Regions from separate parts of the Mus musculus genome. Here regions 1, 2, 3, 5 and 6 are each linked to region 4. Evidence: chromatin contacts called from public Hi-C, HiChIP or PLAC-seq and promoter capture Hi-C data. All regions are on one chromosome and are shown on one strand. Each heading gives the region's core, a stretch centred on a gene start, on an enhancer-like site or on the middle of the called end of the contact. The rest is flanking DNA. Distances are from core to core; before and after follow the strand shown. Region 1 overlaps Cabcoco1 (ciliary associated calcium binding coiled-coil 1). Region 2 overlaps Arid5b (AT rich interactive domain 5B (MRF1-like)). Region 3 overlaps Rtkn2 (rhotekin 2). Region 4 holds the start of Arid5b (AT rich interactive domain 5B (MRF1-like)). Region 5 has its middle 82 kb from the start of Rtkn2. Region 6 overlaps Cabcoco1 (ciliary associated calcium binding coiled-coil 1).

Region 1 (2,700 bases), core at 1-2,500, 170 kb before region 4:
CTCTGGAGTTAGTTTTCTCTGTCCCCACCTTTCACGGGGTCTGGGACTTAAATTCAGGCTGCCAGCTTTTCATGACAAACACCATTATCTTCTGAGCAACCTCAAGGCCCCTCCATCCTTTTTTAACCATCCTCTCTCTAAAAAATATCTACTGAGCACCCGCAGTGTGTTTAGTCACTTTGCACTTTGTAAAACAAGTTAGAAAACGTTGGCAATTCTTACAACTGGAGCCTGAGGTCTGTGAAGGCAAGAACTTGGGCTTCAAAGATGCAAACGAGCAGGGTCAAGAAAGGCAAAGGTATGTGGACACTTTCCCCCTTCTTAGAATTGGGATCAAAACACCCATGGAAGGAGTTACAGAGACAACGTTTGGTGCTGAGATGAAAGGATGGATCATCTAGAGACTGCCATATCCGGGGATCCATCCCAAAATCAGCTTCCAAACGCTGACACCATTGCATACACTAGCAAGATTTTGCCTAACGGACCCAGATAGAGCTGTCTCTTGTGAGACTATGCCAGGGCCTAGCAAACACAGAAGTGGATGCTTACAGTCAGCTATTGGATGGATCACAGGGCCCCCAATGGAGGAGCTAGAGAAAGTACCCAAGGAGCTAAAGGGATCTGCAATCCTATAGGTGGAACAACAATATGAACAAACCAGTACCACCACCCCCCCCCCCCGCCCTGAGCTCGTGTCTCTAGCTACATATGAATCAGAAGATGGCCTAGTCGGCCATCAGTGGAAAGAGAGGCCCATTGGTCGTGCAAACTTTATATGCCTCAGTACAGTGGAACGACAGGGCCAAGAAGTGGGAGTGGATGGGTGGGGGAGTGGGTGGGGGAGTGTGTGGGGGACTTTGGGGATAGCATTGGAAATGTAAATGAAATAAATACCCAATTAAAAAAAAACATTAGAAAAAAAAAAAAAGAAAAGAAAGGCAAAGAGCCAAAGTAAGGCAGATGTATAAACATTGTGGAGCTGTTCCCGAAGAGCTTCCTGGATGATTGAGCGTTAGGCCTGGGCAGAGGGAATAATTACTCTACTTTGTGTCCTGTAGAAGTGAAGCCACTGATATCAGTAAGGTAAAGAAGCTGGAAAACGGGGGAGGCTTGAAAAGACAATAACATAGGGTAAGTGGGCAAGCCCAGGCCTGCCCAGTAAAACTCCAGAACACACAGGCTGTACAGCTGAGATATGCTATATCACTACAGGAAAACACTGGGTCTGGGCAGCTTCTGACGACTTGTGTAAACAGAGCAAAGGCCGTTTGAAATTCAGCAACATGGAATGTGTCTTCTGTAACTGGACCAGAGATGACCTAAAGCAGTTCAGAAGGACTTCACAAAGAAACTGCTCTCACTCTCGATAGAAGCAGGAGGAGTCTGTCCAGGATTTCAATATACATCAGGCTGGGTTGGAGTAGGGTAAAGGGAGCCTGGATATCTAGAACATTCCAGCTTAGAATCTAGATATCACCAAAATACTTCCGAGCTGTGTTTAAGAGTAAACGGGCAGAGTCTGCTAAATATAGGCAAAAAGTTTTCTTAGAGAACTCGGTGTGTAAAGAGGAAGGACCCAGACTCCTCCAAAGTGAGTCTGCCTTTACTGTAACAACATCCAGAAAGTGACCTGCAGCGCCGCCTCTGACACAGGAAGCCCCTTTTCCCTGTCAGCCTGAAGACTGCCCCTAATAATACAATTTAGGACTCAACTAGGAGATATTAAAACAGGTAGCAGGGGGACCAAGCAGAGCTAACCAGAGAGGGAAATATTTATACCTATGATAACATGTTTCCTAGTAATAATTTATGAGCCTACTGGAGACGAGAGAAGCACACAAACGAGGAGTAAGACAAAAAAGAAAGCAAGAGATCTGAAATGTAAACATCATGCCTTTGGCAAACTCTCTTCAGTTAAAAAGGACAGGACGGCTGGGGTTGACTAAAGCAAATGGCTACATTTCCCTGGTCTCTTGCTTCCTCCATGCTAAGGGTTACGGGCTGATTTACAACTTCCTGTGTTGTTTTTCAAATCTATATTTGTCAGCACATTTTTTTAATGTCAGATTACTTAAAATAGATACGCCGGGTCTTCAAAGTCAGGGACAATGACAGCATTGACTTCTCTCAAAGTTTCGTAGCACTTTATAAACATCCTAACCGTTTAGCCTCCTGAACGCTAGATTTCTAGATGAAACTCATTTTACTAAACTTTTAAGAAGGCTTCCCACCCCCTTTCCCAATTTTCTTGATGACTGTGGAGTTCAACCAGAACTCTTTGAAGTTAAAATGAGCCAAATAAACTCTGCCTCAGCCTCATCTTACACAGGGACTTTACGCTGTCAAAACAACAGAAAGTATCCCTGGTCACCCCCCCCCCCCGCTGCTCCCCTCCCCGCCCCCGCCAAAAGAATAAAACCAAAAAGATTTAGTGTCTTCCATTGTAGTTCTGCTTCCATCCGTCATGGTGTGTTGTCTCCAGTAATTTCTGCAAACCACAGGTAGGTAGTTGTTCAGGGAAAGAGAGAATATTATTCTCCACAAGATAGCTTCATCTGCAGGCAAGCCTTCCGCAGGGCCAACGGAAATGCAAAAGGAGAAAGGGTAAAATTCACCTTTTAAGTTTATATCTGATGATTCAAAACAGGCTTTCCACTATGATAATACCTTACCTCTTCTTTCAGACTCACTGACTGA
Region 2 (2,700 bases), core at 82-2,581, 170 kb after region 4:
TCTCTGATGCCAGCCTGCTGCTTTTGGTCTTGAGAAAGAGAGGCGAGGCCCCAGGGAGGATTGCAGACTTGGTAAATATAAAATTATCTACCTCAGTTTTTTTTAAAAAAATAATAATAATAAAAAGGGAGAGAGAGTTGGCGAGTTGCCAGATTCCTTACATTACAGTAATAGATTTGCTGACCCCTGGCTTCCGCTGTAGAGAAATGTATTGAATATTTTATAATATCAGACCGAGGCACATCTAAAAACCTAGTGTTCTGAGCGTCATTATTCAACTAGAGATTTAGCAATGCCACAGTTATTTTCCAGCAGGCAATTTCTTGTACGATGATAATTTGCCAGCTCAGACAGTAATAAATCAAGGTTATAATGTCATTGATTTGTTAATTTTAACTTGGGTAGATTTTTAAGTCTCCCTTATTTTTTTTTCTTTCTTTTAAAGGAAGAAGGACAAGGGGTGGGGGGAATCGTGTTTTCACAGTGACTGAATTTAATAAGGATCTCTGTGATAGCAAAAGGCTCCCCTACTGTTTCTGCTTTGAGGTGGAAAAATGTTATTCTTGTATTATTCCTGGGGAAAAAAATAAAATAAAATCTCATGCTGCTCCAAATCTTATGCCTAGGAAAAGCTGGGATTTTTTTCCCCCCTTAATATGTGATGGCTTACCTAGTTCACATCCATTAGTGACATCGTAAATAAGCAGTTTGCTAATCTGAAATAGGAAATCTGGACAAGAAGAAAGACCCATTTATCTCCACAGCCTTCCATCTCTAACCTCAATGCAGACGGGAGGTAGGGGTTTGGGGGGGATCTGGACAGATTTACTAATGAGTATATTTCTTCTCTTTCTCTCTGCTTCTACCCACCCAAGACTCAGCCTACATTCTTTTGAGTTGCAGCACAATGAAAATATTTCTTCTGTGTAATGGATACATTTTTCACGGTGGGGGTGGGGTCATACATGTTTGCTTTTCATCTATACCATCTCAAAGCTGATTAAAATCTTCTCTGCCCTACAAATATTTGAGAATCAATCCTCTGAGAGGCACAGGCATGTTACATTACACTATATCCTTTTATAGGATACAGGCCTACATGGCTTCCTGTATTGGACAACGCTGATCTGAGAGAACTCTAATCTGTTTTTAACGATGACATGTGTGCATGGAACATTGAAACGTTCAGAAACCGATCGTAGCTTTTGTCCTCTGGTGCTGTAGAGAAAAGTTCTAATAATCAGATGATAAAGATCACATCCTGTGGGGGTAATTGGGCTGCACCAGGACAAAACTTACAAAAAAAAAAAAAAAAAAAAGACACTCAAGGAAGTCACAAGCGGAAGTCGCTGTACGAAACAGGGCTTGTTTATGTACTGTGTGGGAATGTGCCCTGTTCCTCAAAGCTCGTATTTCAACTATTTTTCTGTTTCACTGCTGCCTTTCTTGTTTTATTTTGGGAGCCTTTCTCTCTCCTTCTGAGCAACTCTAATTATATTTCAATGATTTAGAAGTGGGGAAAAACCACTCACTTAGTTGACCTACACACACACACACATGCACGCACACTCTCTGGAAGCCTTGAACAAGCAGAGCTTGTATTTGGATTGAGTTTTACCCTTAGTCATGCCTCTTCCCAGATACAAGAAACATTTAATTCCTGATTTCCTGCCTTCTGGCTTCAGGCCTCTGACCAGTAAAGTAAAGATATATTTTGTACTATTGGAGGCTTGCCCGCTGCTAAGTTGAGTCAAAATGAGAAAAGATGATAGGGGGCGGGCGGGGGGTGGGGTGGGAATGAAAATACTGCCCAGCCTCATGAACTTGCAAAATTGTAAGATAACTTCCAGGGATCCCTGGGTGACTCCCCAACCTGTTCTCTGTGTTCCTTCCTCCTCCTCCTCCTTCTCCTCCTCCTCCTCAAGAAAGAGAGTCTCTCGTGATGTCACCATCTCCATTAGACAAGGGAGCCAGGGGGAGGGAGGCACCACAAATGGCAAACGTTGGAATACCAGGGCTTCTGAGCTCCTTGGTTCCCATGGTAACAAAACAAAAGCACAACAAACCTATCTGTCCCAACAATAAAATGTGTTTTCATTAAAATCAATTTAAAATATTTTTCCAGCTCAAAATATTCAATGCATTTTTGCTCCTGGTTGGGGAAAAAAAATCCCTTACTTTCTGATATTGAAAAGGGGATCAAGTCTCAGGCTGAACAATGCAGAAAAGAGAGGAATTGGTGTATGTTGGGGGCTGGGAGGGAGGAGTTGGTGACTTCAGAGATGAGACAAAATAGATTCAAGTATGAACAAGACTGCTTTTTTTCCTCTCTCTCTTCTGCCTAGTTATGCTTTTCATTATATAAACACGTACTATAATATTATGGTGGGAAGCAGGTATTTGGCAACCATATATTATTTTAGTAAGTCTACATGAAGAGAGCCGTTTCCAGTTTTAGCAGCTGTAACGTGTTTAAACTTGGGCTGTAATGGGATCTGAAGATAACTCTCCCCCATGGGTTGTGTTGATCTTCGTGACTGGCTGAGTGCCACACAGAGGCCTCCACAGTATTACCCATGCCTCTTTGCACATGCCATGTCTGTGCATGCTCGCTAAACAGACCTGGGCCCTAAGATTCCATAAATCCACATTTGACTTTTTCTACAATGTGCTTGCTTTTGTTGGTGGTGTCTCAGATGT
Region 3 (2,700 bases), core at 20-2,519, 230 kb after region 4:
TAAAAAAAATAGAAATGCTTTTTTTTTTTTTAGCTTTTCAAGACATGTTTGTTGGTGTAGCTGTCCTAGAACTCGCTCCATAGACCAGGCTGGCCTCAAACCCAGAGATCTGCCTGCCTCTGCCTCCCCAGTACTGAGATTAAAGGGAAACGCCATCCCCGCCCATCTAGAAATGCCGTTGAAACTGCACAGGACAGAGAAGACAACTGCCAGAATGTAAATGGTCATTAATTGCACCTTAACTGCTACCCACCAACGCACTCTTGAACGAACCAATGAGTTCCGGAAAGTTCTGGCTCGGAGATACAATTCACTGCAAGAAGCCTCTTTCTTCCCCCCTTGCTCCAGGCATCTGCAGCATCTCTAACATGGCTGCCCCTGCTGAGTTGCACAGGCGATTGCATTTAAATGGCATTGAACACAAACTACTCCAAATGCCCCTATAATTTCAATTTGGACTGAATTAATTAACTTCACAGTAGGTGGCCGAGGTATCTAAAGGGAAGACTTGCCAGCATTGCCTACCTACCTTGCACCGGTGGTCTCTAAGAGACCGTTCCTATTGATTTTTAATGAACAGTGCTAAGTGAGGGAGATTTTCTCCTAAAAGGCAGAGACAAATATTGATAAGGAATGTGTGGTTTTCTACACACAGCCATATCTGCTTGAAAGTTGTGTGTGGAACAGTGCAGACAGTTAAAAACCTGTGAAATCAGCAAGCGCGGGCCGTGCTTGGTGTTTCGGATGGATTTTAGCTTGAGAAGTGTGTATTTACGTTTAAAAGGGTGTTCTTTCTCTTCGAAAGATGTCAAAATAAGGAAATTGCTGTTTGTAATTTATAGCACAGACCTAGAGGTGTAAGTGCAACTGCCAGAGACGTTATCTCTCCGTCATGGAAAGCACCTTAATATGAAATATCTGGGATTTTTTTCTATTAAGTTTCTCCAATTTTAAATGTTATCAAGATCTGTTAGCGAAGAAATGATTCGGAAGGACACTGGAGGACGACCTGCTCACACAAAGCTGCCTCACCTTTCCTATCACGCATCCCTCCGCTCTGCGTTCTAGTTCAGCAAATGAGGGAAAACTTCTTAAAAATTCCTTGGAAGCTTTTAAGTCAGTATCTCCGGATATTTTTAAGTTGTGAAGGAACGTGAGACAAGAGGGAAGGAAGGTGGAAAGGGTTAGAAGGAGGGGAGTAAGAGAGAGAAGGACAAGCCTGTCCTAACTTCTTTTGTTGTGCGGGGTGGGCGTGACCTAGCATTTGATGAGCAGAGTGATACAGAGAGGAACCTCCAGGAACTGGTGGGGGTTGGGCAGAGCTTCACTCACCATGAGGCTCTGGGAAGGAGGCTGGTTTCAGACCTGGTGCAAAGCTGCCCTCTGAGAACACAACTCCTCCAGAGTGTCTCCAGGAACACATACATACATACACACACACACACACACACACACACACACACACACACACACCCTAAATTCTTCCAGCGGCAACTTGCACACGAAATCAGAAGTGGCTGGTGAATTTAAATCCCGGCCTGCAATAGAGGAACACAGTAAGTGAGGGGCACAGCGGGGAGGGACGGGGGCACTTGGGTGCCAGGAATCAGAAGCAATTTTGCCAGCAGCATCTTTTAATTAAAAAAAAAAAAAAAAAAAAAGAGGTTGCATCAAAAGTTCATGGGCATTGTTGAAGATATCGGTGAGGGCTAACAGAGGCATTTTCAAGCAAAAAATACAACTTTACTGGGGCTGGAGAGATGGCTCAGGACTTGCTCTTCCAGAGGTGCTGAGTTCAGTTCCCAACAACCACATGGTGGCTCATGACCATCTGTAATGGGATCTGATGCCCTCTTCTGGTGTGTCTGAAGACAGCTATGGTGTACTTAAATACATAAAGTAAGTATTAAAAAGAAAGAAATGGCAATTACCACCAAAACTTTTGAGACCCTGTTAGATTAAAACAAAAACAAAACCACGGCCACCTATTCTTCAAGTTTCCATGGCTGTAGGAGTCTCCACACAGCTTCTGCCTTCTGCCTTCACAGAGGGCCCTTTGTCGCTGCTCTCGGGTTCCCCTTTTTTACTGGGGGTCCTGGGCAAGCAATAGTGTACATATTACCTGTTAGTTAGAGGAGCACTGTGCAGAAATGAGAAACAAAAACAAGACAAAACAGACAAACTATCCCCTAAAAGCGATGAATGGGTTGGTCCGATCAATACCTTTGTTGGCCACTTTACACAGATGTAGTTCCCATCCAGATGGACAGAGCTCAGCAGCCTGGAGCCTCCTTCCTTCAGTGTGATGGTTTGTGGTGCCCGTTAGGGCTTGGGAGGTCCTGGTCTGTTCAGGACTGTTTTAATACCCTCTGGGAAGTTTTGCTTGGAAATTATGATGACATTTTAAAACCGTTCCGCTGTTCTTGTTTACAAAAGGGGTTATTATAAAAAGTGGGTTTTTCTTTTTGTCCACTTAAGATATTCATTCTCTTGCTAGTTATCCCCCCTATTCAATTTATAATCCTGTTTGGGTCACTGTGATTAGTTGCCATGGAAATTACCTTCTATGGAAATGACGCCAATGTGATTACTGAATGAATATGACTTTTAACGGGCAATATCAATAACCGACATCAGCCCTCACTCAAAAAAAAGAAAATCTAATTAAAAAATTGAAAAAGGATTAATTCTGAAAATTAC
Region 4 (2,700 bases), core at 3-2,502:
AGGGCTCCAGAACAATAAATATACACATTTAAAACCTTTATTGTCTTACGTTGTGTTAACCACCCCCCACCTCCGTTTCCAACAGCTTAATTTCTGATGGTATTTAACTAGTTTGCAAATGGATTATTTTTTTCAGTTTCAAACTATTACCGAGAAAGCTCCCCCTCCCTTTTGGGAGGAGGGGGGCACGGGAAGGATTGGGGGTGGGGTAGAAGTCGGTATATTATTCCTGTAGCGCCGGGTTATATAAACACATTATCATTTGAGAGAGCCCTTGGCGTCCATCAGCATTGTAAACACGTACGAGTGTATATACTTCAAAATTAAAGAATGCACACGCAGAACCCAGAGCCCGAATTCATATTCCGAGCAGACTCGCGGCTCGCATGTATTGATTTATCATGCATGGTTTATTGTTCCTCTCCCTAAATGTAGTTGCTGTCCGTTCAATATTGTTGCAAAATCACGAGACGTGTGTGTACTGCTCACTTGTCTTTCTGCTCTTCTTCTTCCTTTTTTTCCCCCCTGCTGAGTATTTTTTTTTTGCGAAGCGAACAAATGCATTAATATTTATATGTTTATATAATCGATAACCCACTTTTCCCTTCCGTGTAAATAGGCATCAGAAGATAATTTAACAGATTAGTTCTCTCAAACATGGCAGTGAGGAAACGTAATTTAACTATCAAACAAATCTACATGTCTAATAACAGCAAATCTGCTAAGGAGCATTAGAAAGAGGAGCGGCGCCCCGGAATCTCTGCAGGAAATGTTCTTTATATTAGACATATACAAGCAGGTCCTGTCAGATGCACAACGCAGCTCGAGAGACTTGGTCTGCTCCAAAAATCTCAACCGACGTTACCCACAGACACGAGGAACTGAGAAGAGAAAGATACCCTCATTACTTGGTTTTAGGATGGGTTTCAATTTTTTTTTACATCTTCCTGTCTGCTTTTTGCCTTGATCCATTCTCTTCCCGCCGAGGTCGGACTTAGCCCTTCTCCCTATTTCGAATTTGATCAACCCATCTTTGGCAGCAAACCCACATCTTTTTTACAGGAGATGAAAATTGAGTCTTCGAGGAAATATTAGGATATATTTTCAATCATTTTGGTGCTGAGGGGGAGGCTAGAGCTTAGTTTTATATTGAGACATCACGCCGGCTGCAAGCAGAGAATGCTTTCCCCTGCCAGGACCTGATGCAATCCATTCAAGCCAACAAGTTTGGAGAGAATGTTGAGTTCAATCAATTCAGAACGTCGAGATGGAGCCCAACTCACTCCAGGTATTTCGCTCTCCTCCGCTCCTGCGGTCCCGGCGCCCCCCGGCACCCCCCAGCCCCCCAGCTCACCCACCCCCTCACACCCCCTCACACCCCCCACAAACTTTTTACCAAACTTTTACCCTCTGCATCCCCCCAAAATCATTTTTATTGTTTTTTTTAAAAATCCCTGCGCTGATCATACCTACATAATGTAATTTTATCGCCTCATATGGGGAACTGGGGAGGGGTGGTGGGGACCCGGAGGGCTTTTTTTTTCTTTTCTTTTCTTTCTTTCTTTCTTTTCTTTTCTTTTTCTTTCTTTCTTTTTTTTTTTTTAAGGGAGGCAGAAAATTAGTGGGTTTTGTAATATTTTTTCACCCAGCGTTCTATCTGTGGGCCGGTCTGTATTGAGAGTCTTGTGTGTTAATGTGCCTGGGAATAGATATTTGTGCTTGATGGCTACATTATTTACGTGGTGCTTTTTTTTTTCTCTCTCTCTCTCTCCCTCTCTCTCCCCCTCCTGCAGTGGGTCGGCTCACCGTGTGGCTTGCACGGACCTTATATTTTTTATAAGGCTTTTCAATTCCACCTTGAAGGCAAACCAAGAATCTTGTCCCTTGGCGACTTTTTCTTTGTAAGATGTACGCCAAAGGATCCGATTTGCATAGCGGAGCTCCAGCTGTTGTGGGAAGAAAGGACCAGCCGGCAACTTTTATCCAGCTCGAAACTTTATTTCCTCCCCGAAGACACTCCCCAGGGCAGAAATAGCGACCATGGCGAGGTGGTAAACCTATCTCTCCCTCTCTTCCTTCTTTATTATCTACCCCCCCCCTCCAGTAATGCGTATTATAAGGCAAGCTTGAAAATACTGTATTCAGTTCTGCGGTGAGCAGGATCCGCTCGTTTTTTAAAGGGGTAGCGCCACTAACTGGGGCTGGAGTATTTTACCATTGTCAGAGTTTGGCTGTCAGCTTTACAAAGACCGTCCAACTGCTGATTTTAGTCAAGATCAAATAACTTGTCAAGAAGGGTTTTGTTCCAGGGTGTGTGTGTGTGTGTGTGTGTGTGTGTGTGTGTGTGTGTGTGTGTTCGTTTAGCTACCTCTTCTTGAAGATTAATATCTCATGCTTTAATATACATATTTTAATGTACATATTTTTTGCTTTTTAATTTTTTTAATTTTTTTACTTCATGCCTGGCTCCTGGGCTGGGTAGCTTTCTTTTAGTGGGTTTTGATATTGTTCACGTTTTTTTTTTTTCTTTTAAGTATTTGATATGTTTAAGAGGGCGGAAATTACGAAACGGAGGCAGAATGAGATCAAAAGCAATTGAGTTGGCAAAGGCGTGTTGACTGAAGTGATAAATGACAGGTACTGGGATAATACATTCAAATAACTTGCGCATCTGCCCGGGCGGATTTCAAAGCGGTCGTG
Region 5 (2,700 bases), core at 139-2,638, 220 kb after region 4:
GGTTCCTGCCTGGCCCTCAGTGTCCCACTTCTGTTTGAAGTTATTTTGCTGGAAGCCATTGGCCACAATATAGGTCAAGTCCACCATCACAAAAATGGCCGCTGCCACCTACCTCCTCACTTAACGTATTTGACCCAACTCAACAGTGCCTAAGCCAAGGAACCAATACAGGGGTCCGTCCTTTTCAGGGCTCCTACCTTTTTGCTAAACACCATGACCAAAGCTTGTTCCTCATGGCTTGCTCACTTTGCTTTCTTATACATCCCAGGAGAAGTGGGCTGAGCCCATTCTCGTCAAACATCAACCAAAAAAGGTACCCAAAGGCTTGTCTACATGCAATCTGATGGGGACAGAGACATTTTCTGAGCTGAGTTCTCTCTTCTCAGATGACTCTAGCTTGTGTCAAGTTGACAAAAAGCAAGCAAGCAAACAAACACCTAACCAGCATAGTTCAGCATCCTTGGTTGTTTGTGTTGTGAGGCAGGGTCTCACCCTTTCACCCAGAGTGACCTAAAAACTCACAGTGTAGCCCAGGCTGGCCCCAGATTCAGCAACTTCCTCTGAAGACCCCAAAATGTCCCATGTTCTTCTAAATACTCCTGAAATGACGTCTTGGGTCTGCATGCTCCCTGTTCCCTTTCTGCATTCATTCATTCATTCATTCATTCATTCATTTATTCATTCCTCTTAAGACAATTTTGTGGTTTGTTTTTAAATGAGCTAGGAACTATTTTCAGTTTAGAAAAACTAGCCAGAGAATCAATCTTGACTCAGTTGCTAGGATACTACGTCTTTGGAGCAGAAGTAAAGAATCAATTTCCCTGCGCCTTAAAGAACATGTATTTAAGTAAATTACTTCCCTAGAAATATTGATTCATTTCAAAAAAGCATTAAATAATACGGAAACAAGAGGATTTTTTTTCTGTGAAAGCTAAATCTCCACATTGAAGCGGATGTACACTTAAATAAAATATATTCACAAGGATAATCCCGACCTCGCTCTAGAGAGAACATAAACATTAATGAAGTGACAGAACTAGTCACGTAGGGGGAGTGCTTGCAGGCCGCTGCATAAATAATGACCACCAAATTGCCTGAGTGGTTTTATGTGTGAAATGGCTTTGTGAATTTTCCAAAGAACTCAGTCCTAGGATTACGAGGTGCAAGGCTGAATTTGTTCTAACAAATGAAGTATTCTTAAGACATATTCTAATGGAGACATCACGACTAAACACACATTATCTTCCAAACTGTGCTTTAAAAATGTTTCAGCTTCTTAGTGGGCTCCGTGTACTGGGAAGAGCGGCGAAGGCCGGCAACTGGCCTCTCAGGCACCCTCGGACATCACCAAGTCCTGCTCCAGGGAGTCAAGCCAGCCAGCCTGCAGAATGTTTCAGCAGGAACTTTTGGCTGCTTTAAGCGCCTAGAACAAATGTTTGTTTGCTCCAGTACGGGGAATCAAATGCCTTTGTGTGAAAACATTTGCTCGAGAAGCAAATGTTTGTTTTCATAATCGACATTTGGACTGTTGGAACATTACCACTTCAGATATTGGTTGGAGAAATATACATTTAATACGAGAAACCAGACTAGGATCGGACACCAGTTGGGACACAGATGAAGGCGGCAAGAGAATGAGGTAGAAACTGGACCCTGTCAGGACTAAGGAGGAAAGCTGGGCCTTGCTTTCCGTGTTTCTGCTTGTTTCCCAGCAACGATATAAACGAAGAATGATTTATTTCTGTCTAGAAGCATATGACTTATAAATTATCAAGGACAGAAGCAAGAGTGTATTTATCTAGTATTAATATTTAAATGCCATTTTCCTATTGAATGTACCTCGTGCTCTGTATTAATCTGTTACATCAGATTTAGTACAGATTCATGTTGCCTAAATGGAGGATTTTTTTTTTCTCTAGGCTCACGTTTGATTATCTGTGCTTGGTAGTGGGAGGACAGATACTCCCCAAACAGCAGGAGATGCAGAAATAAGCCCTGGCTTTTGAGTGCATTAAATTTTTTAGCAGCAGAGAGAAACTAATTACATTTTAAGGGAGAGAGATATTTGCAAGCGTGACAAGAGTCATTTATATATTAAATATATTATATTTGGCCACAGTTAATCCATAAATAGAAAGCACAATTACACTGAGTTTGAGGATGAAGACAAGAACAAAACATCTTTTAAATTAAAACAGTCTTTTTTCCACGTACAGTTTGAATATTTTTAGTTTGATAAAAAACCATGAGTACATGCAAATGTATTGGCTTTTATGGTGTCAGACTGGAGTTTTTCGTTGATATGAAAAGAAATTGTACCATCCAGGTTCATCAGAACATTTATGAGCTGAAATGTGGAATCAGATTACTATATACTTTAAAATACAATAAAATTATAGTTCAAATTTCTTTGCTGCTAGCCTTAGGCCTATTTGATCTTCAGCTGATGTGTATATTATATTATGTGCTGCAATAGAAAAGCAAGCCAGTGTCGGTTTAGAAATGCCAAATGGAAGAATTATTCATTAGAACTTCAAGGAACAGACTTTGTATCTAAAAATCCACCCATTACTAACTGTTTCCATTTGTAAATTTCATGAGCAAGATAAGTGATATAATGCATGTATATTTGAAGTGCTGTGAGCTTCCAGAACTCAATAACTCAAAGTATTACAGTAAATTCCCATTTCTCCTGAATCC
Region 6 (2,700 bases), core at 106-2,605, 240 kb before region 4:
GCTTGAAGCTGGTTCTCAGTAGAAATACCACATACCCAGTGGATGGAAACATGGAACCCCTTGGAAAAAGCACATTCAGAGAAGGACACAAATGGGTACACGATGAAGTGGTACCGGAAGCATCAACTTGAAAGCGCTCCCGTGTAGACCAAGGCTTTCCAGTGCACTTCCTGTGTTTCTGCCACAGCAGCACGGTCATCTTCATCTTGGATGCAGGAGTTTCAAGATAAGGCTTAAAGCTAGCAAGTGTCCCTTTACCTGATCCCACCCCAAGTTGTTTTACTGTTAGAAATCTAGAGTCTTCTTATTTACCTAGGTCTCCCAGAATGCATTTGGTTTAGTCCCTCTTGGTCTGGTCACTCCCCCGTGGGACTTCAGTCAGATCCATGAAAGGATAACACCTGTAACTTTCAAAGCAATCACCTTGAGAAAGGCAGGAGGCACCACTGTCTAAAGGGTCAGTCATCGGCTAACCCAAGCCACAGCCTTGCCACCAGATGTGTTCCGTGTTTGATAACTACAGTTCCATCCAGAATTCAAATCAATAATCTAAGTCCCCTCTTCCTCAGCATCCTGAGTTAGTGAGTTCGATTTTCTACTTATGATGTCTTGCTCCCATCCTGTCGCAACCATATCCATCCTTCCTTCCTAGATCTCTTCCCACTTTGGGGTTTTTAGGGTTTATTGTGAGTAGAGAAATGTACAGTTGGACTGTGTTTTACCCAAGATAGTAAACAAAGGCCCCTGCCTGGTCCCATAGGTCTGCATGGATCATGTGCTAATTATGAGCTGTAGGAGGGTGTGACTGCAGAAGGATTACCCCTAGTCATTTCTGGGGTCATCACTGTGTTTTCAGGGCCCACCTAAAATATTTATTTCAGCACCAGATATATTTATTGATCAGTGGGGTTCAATTACTTTACATTGCTTTCTAATTGTTATAGATAGAAGAAAAGTTAAACTAAATAAATTGTAAGCTAGTGTTTGCCTGTGCTGTCTTTCTAAAAATCATACCAGTGATTTTTGATATCTGGCACATGTTGAATGTGTGTTCCAGAGAAAGTGGGTGGGAGAGGGTAAGTGCCTGACTCTGCAACTCTAGACGTGGCTGAAGCAACTCTCGGTATATATTCTCACAATTCCTCTCTATCTCCAACTTTGTCCTCCAGCACTCCATTCTAGTGCAGGACAGAGGCTGTTTCTCGATGGTTTCCTAAGAGATCTTCAACTCTGGGCTGCAGCTTTCACAAATAATCTCCTCAGGCACCTCAGCCTGGCACCTCAGCTGAGAGACACCTCTCCTGACACTCGGCTGGCACACGTTTTCCCAAGACCTTTCAACCCTGCCTCTGGGGTCCAGGAATTGCCTCACAAACCACACAAACACTGATCTCAGTCAGTCAGAGATAGTTTACTGAGCACACACCCTAGGACTGGTGGACCAGTTCCAGATTTGGGAACTGAACCATGACCCCGAGTTAAAATCTTACAGGGTTTTTAAGCCCAAAATCCACAAACATCTGTGCCAAGTTATTTTACCAATTAGGATGTAGGGATAGGGGATTTCCTTAGGAGCATGTCTTTGCTGTACATTTATCTTGTATCCGTTGGTTGGGGTGGTCCACTGTGGCAGGGGACTTGCCTTGTCTAATATTCATGTCTTCATTTGTCTGCCAGGATGGGACTTGTGTAACATTTATGTCTTAACTTGCCAACCAGGATGTCAGTTACCCACATGCATGTCTCTTTCTGCCAAGTAGCTTGTCATTTCCCAGGGAGGTTTGGGGAACTTAAACTCTACTTGACCACTATTTAAAATAGAATTTTTATTTTAAAAAGCTTCTTATATTGGTTCAGATCGCTCTTATGTTGGGGTCGAACCTAGGGGCAGCTTATACTATAAAAGCTTATCCAGAGGTGTAGGAAGTGCTGTTGGATGGTTGGTCAGGTCCAGGCTTATTGGAGTAGCTATATAAAACAGTTCTGTGACTTCTATCAGGGCTGGTTTTCAGATCCACAGAACATAACAGAATATGTAATCAATCTTGGCATTTGAAAGTTTTCTAATAACAGCAGAAACATATGAGAAAGTTTCCTTATAATGGCAGGCTGGCCAGGTAACAAATACTTAGGCCCTAACACTTTACCTAGGCCTTAGCATTCCATCTAGGCCTAATATTTAACCTAGGCCTTAACAGTGTGTATGCCTACCTACCTGAGACAGAAAAGACTGTCCGGATGCTCCAGTTCCCAGCATCCAGTCTCCAAGGTGGGAGGTAAAAGGGCATACAGATTACAGATGATATTCTACCTGCCACAAGAAAAGCAAGCAAGCGAGGGAAACTCATAGCTCTGAGTGCCTCCAAGAAGAAACGGGAGAGAGCACATACTAGCAGTTTGACAACACATCTAAAAGCTCTAGAAAAAATGAAGCAAATTCACCCAAGAGGAGTAGACAGCAGGAAATAATCAAACTCAGGGGTGAAATCAACCAAGTGGAAACAAGAAGAACTATTCAAAGAATTAACCAAACGAGGAGTTGGTTCTTTGAGAAAATCAACAAGATAGATAAACCCTTAGCTAGACTCACTAGAGGGCACAGGGACAAAATCCTAATTAACAAAATCAGAACTGAAAAGGGAGACATAACAACAGATCCTGAAGAAATCCAAAACACCATCAGATCCTTCTACAAAAGAC

What was found. Promoter capture Hi-C pulls out the DNA fragments that hold promoters and counts their contacts. Hi-C and Micro-C count contacts between places; a contact is called where the count stands out from the background. HiChIP or PLAC-seq counts read pairs in DNA pulled down with a chosen protein or histone mark.
Region 1: a contact with region 4 is called in a Hi-C map of nephron progenitors, with 5 times the contacts expected there. The contact joins the enhancer-like site here to the promoter of Arid5b in region 4. A contact is called at or near these places in 6 of 39 promoter capture datasets (the 3T3-L1 cell line, the HPC-7 cell line, hippocampal neurons and 2 more), 26 of 484 Hi-C or Micro-C datasets (B cells, CD4 T cells, CD8 T cells and 16 more) and 10 of 115 datasets of contacts at active chromatin or transcription factors (bone marrow-derived dendritic cells, bone marrow-derived macrophages, craniofacial prominence and 7 more).
Region 2: a contact with region 4 is called in an H3K4me3 HiChIP or PLAC-seq map of bone marrow-derived macrophages, with 4 times the contacts expected there. The contact joins the enhancer-like site here to the promoter of Arid5b in region 4. A contact is called at or near these places in 7 of 39 promoter capture datasets (the 3T3-L1 cell line, 3T3-L1-derived adipocytes, the C10 cell line and 2 more), 1 of 15 datasets of contacts at CTCF or cohesin (embryonic stem cells), 18 of 484 Hi-C or Micro-C datasets (B cells, CD4 T cells, the HL-1 cell line and 10 more), 15 of 115 datasets of contacts at active chromatin or transcription factors (bone marrow-derived dendritic cells, bone marrow-derived macrophages, cardiomyocytes and 10 more) and 3 of 9 other capture datasets (adipose tissue, embryonic stem cells and liver).
Region 3: a Hi-C map of embryonic stem cells shows a contact between it and region 4, with 4 times the contacts expected there. The contact joins the enhancer-like site here to the promoter of Arid5b in region 4. A contact is called at or near these places in 8 of 39 promoter capture datasets (3T3-L1-derived adipocytes, the HPC-7 cell line, embryonic stem cells and 3 more), 1 of 15 datasets of contacts at CTCF or cohesin (CD8 T cells), 27 of 484 Hi-C or Micro-C datasets (CD4 T cells, CD8 T cells, Th1 cells and 12 more), 22 of 115 datasets of contacts at active chromatin or transcription factors (CD8 T cells, the SCID.adh cell line, bone marrow-derived macrophages and 13 more) and 3 of 9 other capture datasets (adipose tissue, embryonic stem cells and liver).
Region 5: a promoter capture Hi-C map of liver shows a contact between it and region 4, with 2.6 times the contacts expected there. The contact joins the enhancer-like site here to the promoter of Arid5b in region 4. A contact is called at or near these places in 6 of 39 promoter capture datasets (3T3-L1-derived adipocytes, the C10 cell line, embryonic stem cells and 3 more), 1 of 15 datasets of contacts at CTCF or cohesin (CD8 T cells), 24 of 484 Hi-C or Micro-C datasets (CD4 T cells, ECoMG-derived neutrophils, Th1 cells and 10 more), 19 of 115 datasets of contacts at active chromatin or transcription factors (bone marrow-derived macrophages, cardiomyocytes, embryonic forebrain and 9 more) and 1 of 9 other capture datasets (adipose tissue).
Region 6: a promoter capture Hi-C map of liver shows a contact between it and region 4, with 2.0 times the contacts expected there. The contact joins the enhancer-like site here to the promoter of Arid5b in region 4. A contact is called at or near these places in 5 of 39 promoter capture datasets (the 3T3-L1 cell line, 3T3-L1-derived adipocytes, hippocampal neurons and 1 more), 5 of 484 Hi-C or Micro-C datasets (Sertoli cells, cortical neurons, liver and 1 more) and 5 of 115 datasets of contacts at active chromatin or transcription factors (CD8 T cells, effector CD8 T cells, embryonic limb bud and 2 more).

The regions. Positions count from the first base shown.
Region 1 is chr10:68,445,376-68,448,075 of GRCm38.p6, reverse strand. All of the region lies in intron 5 of Cabcoco1 (ciliary associated calcium binding coiled-coil 1), which reads left to right. Among named protein-coding and RNA genes, the nearest start is that of Gm40683, 60 kb to the right of the region's middle. Within about 2 kb of position 1,250, at least 135 of the 459 cell types and tissues checked have an H3K27ac peak or open chromatin away from gene starts, as enhancers often do. A contact at or near this core is called in B cells, CD8 T cells, the HPC-7 cell line and 13 more, where this site is marked.
Region 2 is chr10:68,104,007-68,106,706 of GRCm38.p6, reverse strand. The region is part of intron 8 of Arid5b (AT rich interactive domain 5B (MRF1-like)); the gene reads left to right. Among named protein-coding and RNA genes, the nearest start is that of Gm51770, 46 kb to the left of the region's middle. Within about 2 kb of position 1,331, at least 191 of the 459 cell types and tissues checked have an H3K27ac peak or open chromatin away from gene starts, as enhancers often do. A contact at or near this core is called in B cells, the HL-1 cell line, Th17 cells and 17 more, where this site is marked.
Region 3 is chr10:68,042,785-68,045,484 of GRCm38.p6, reverse strand. It overlaps Rtkn2 (rhotekin 2), which reads right to left. Exons shown (of 12, transcript NM_001359319.1): 12 at 1,621-2,700. Among named protein-coding and RNA genes, the nearest start is that of Rtkn2, 65 kb to the right of the region's middle. Within about 2 kb of position 1,269, at least 37 of the 459 cell types and tissues checked have an H3K27ac peak or open chromatin away from gene starts, as enhancers often do. A contact at or near this core is called in the SCID.adh cell line, Th1 cells, embryonic stem cells and 1 more, where this site is marked.
Region 4 is chr10:68,277,278-68,279,977 of GRCm38.p6, reverse strand. It overlaps Arid5b (AT rich interactive domain 5B (MRF1-like)), which reads left to right and starts at 1,252. Exons shown (of 10, transcript NM_023598.2): 1 at 1,252-1,288; 2 at 1,794-2,048. The coding sequence starts at 1,268.
Region 5 is chr10:68,059,784-68,062,483 of GRCm38.p6, reverse strand. No RefSeq gene overlaps it. Among named protein-coding and RNA genes, the nearest start is that of Rtkn2, 82 kb to the right of the region's middle. Within about 2 kb of position 1,388, at least 28 of the 459 cell types and tissues checked have an H3K27ac peak or open chromatin away from gene starts, as enhancers often do. A contact at or near this core is called in adipose tissue, cardiomyocytes, heart atrium and 3 more, where this site is marked.
Region 6 is chr10:68,521,001-68,523,700 of GRCm38.p6, reverse strand. All of the region lies in intron 3 of Cabcoco1 (ciliary associated calcium binding coiled-coil 1), which reads left to right. Among named protein-coding and RNA genes, the nearest start is that of Gm32872, 6.6 kb to the left of the region's middle. Within about 2 kb of position 1,355, at least 12 of the 459 cell types and tissues checked have an H3K27ac peak or open chromatin away from gene starts, as enhancers often do. A contact at or near this core is called in 3T3-L1-derived adipocytes and liver, where this site is marked.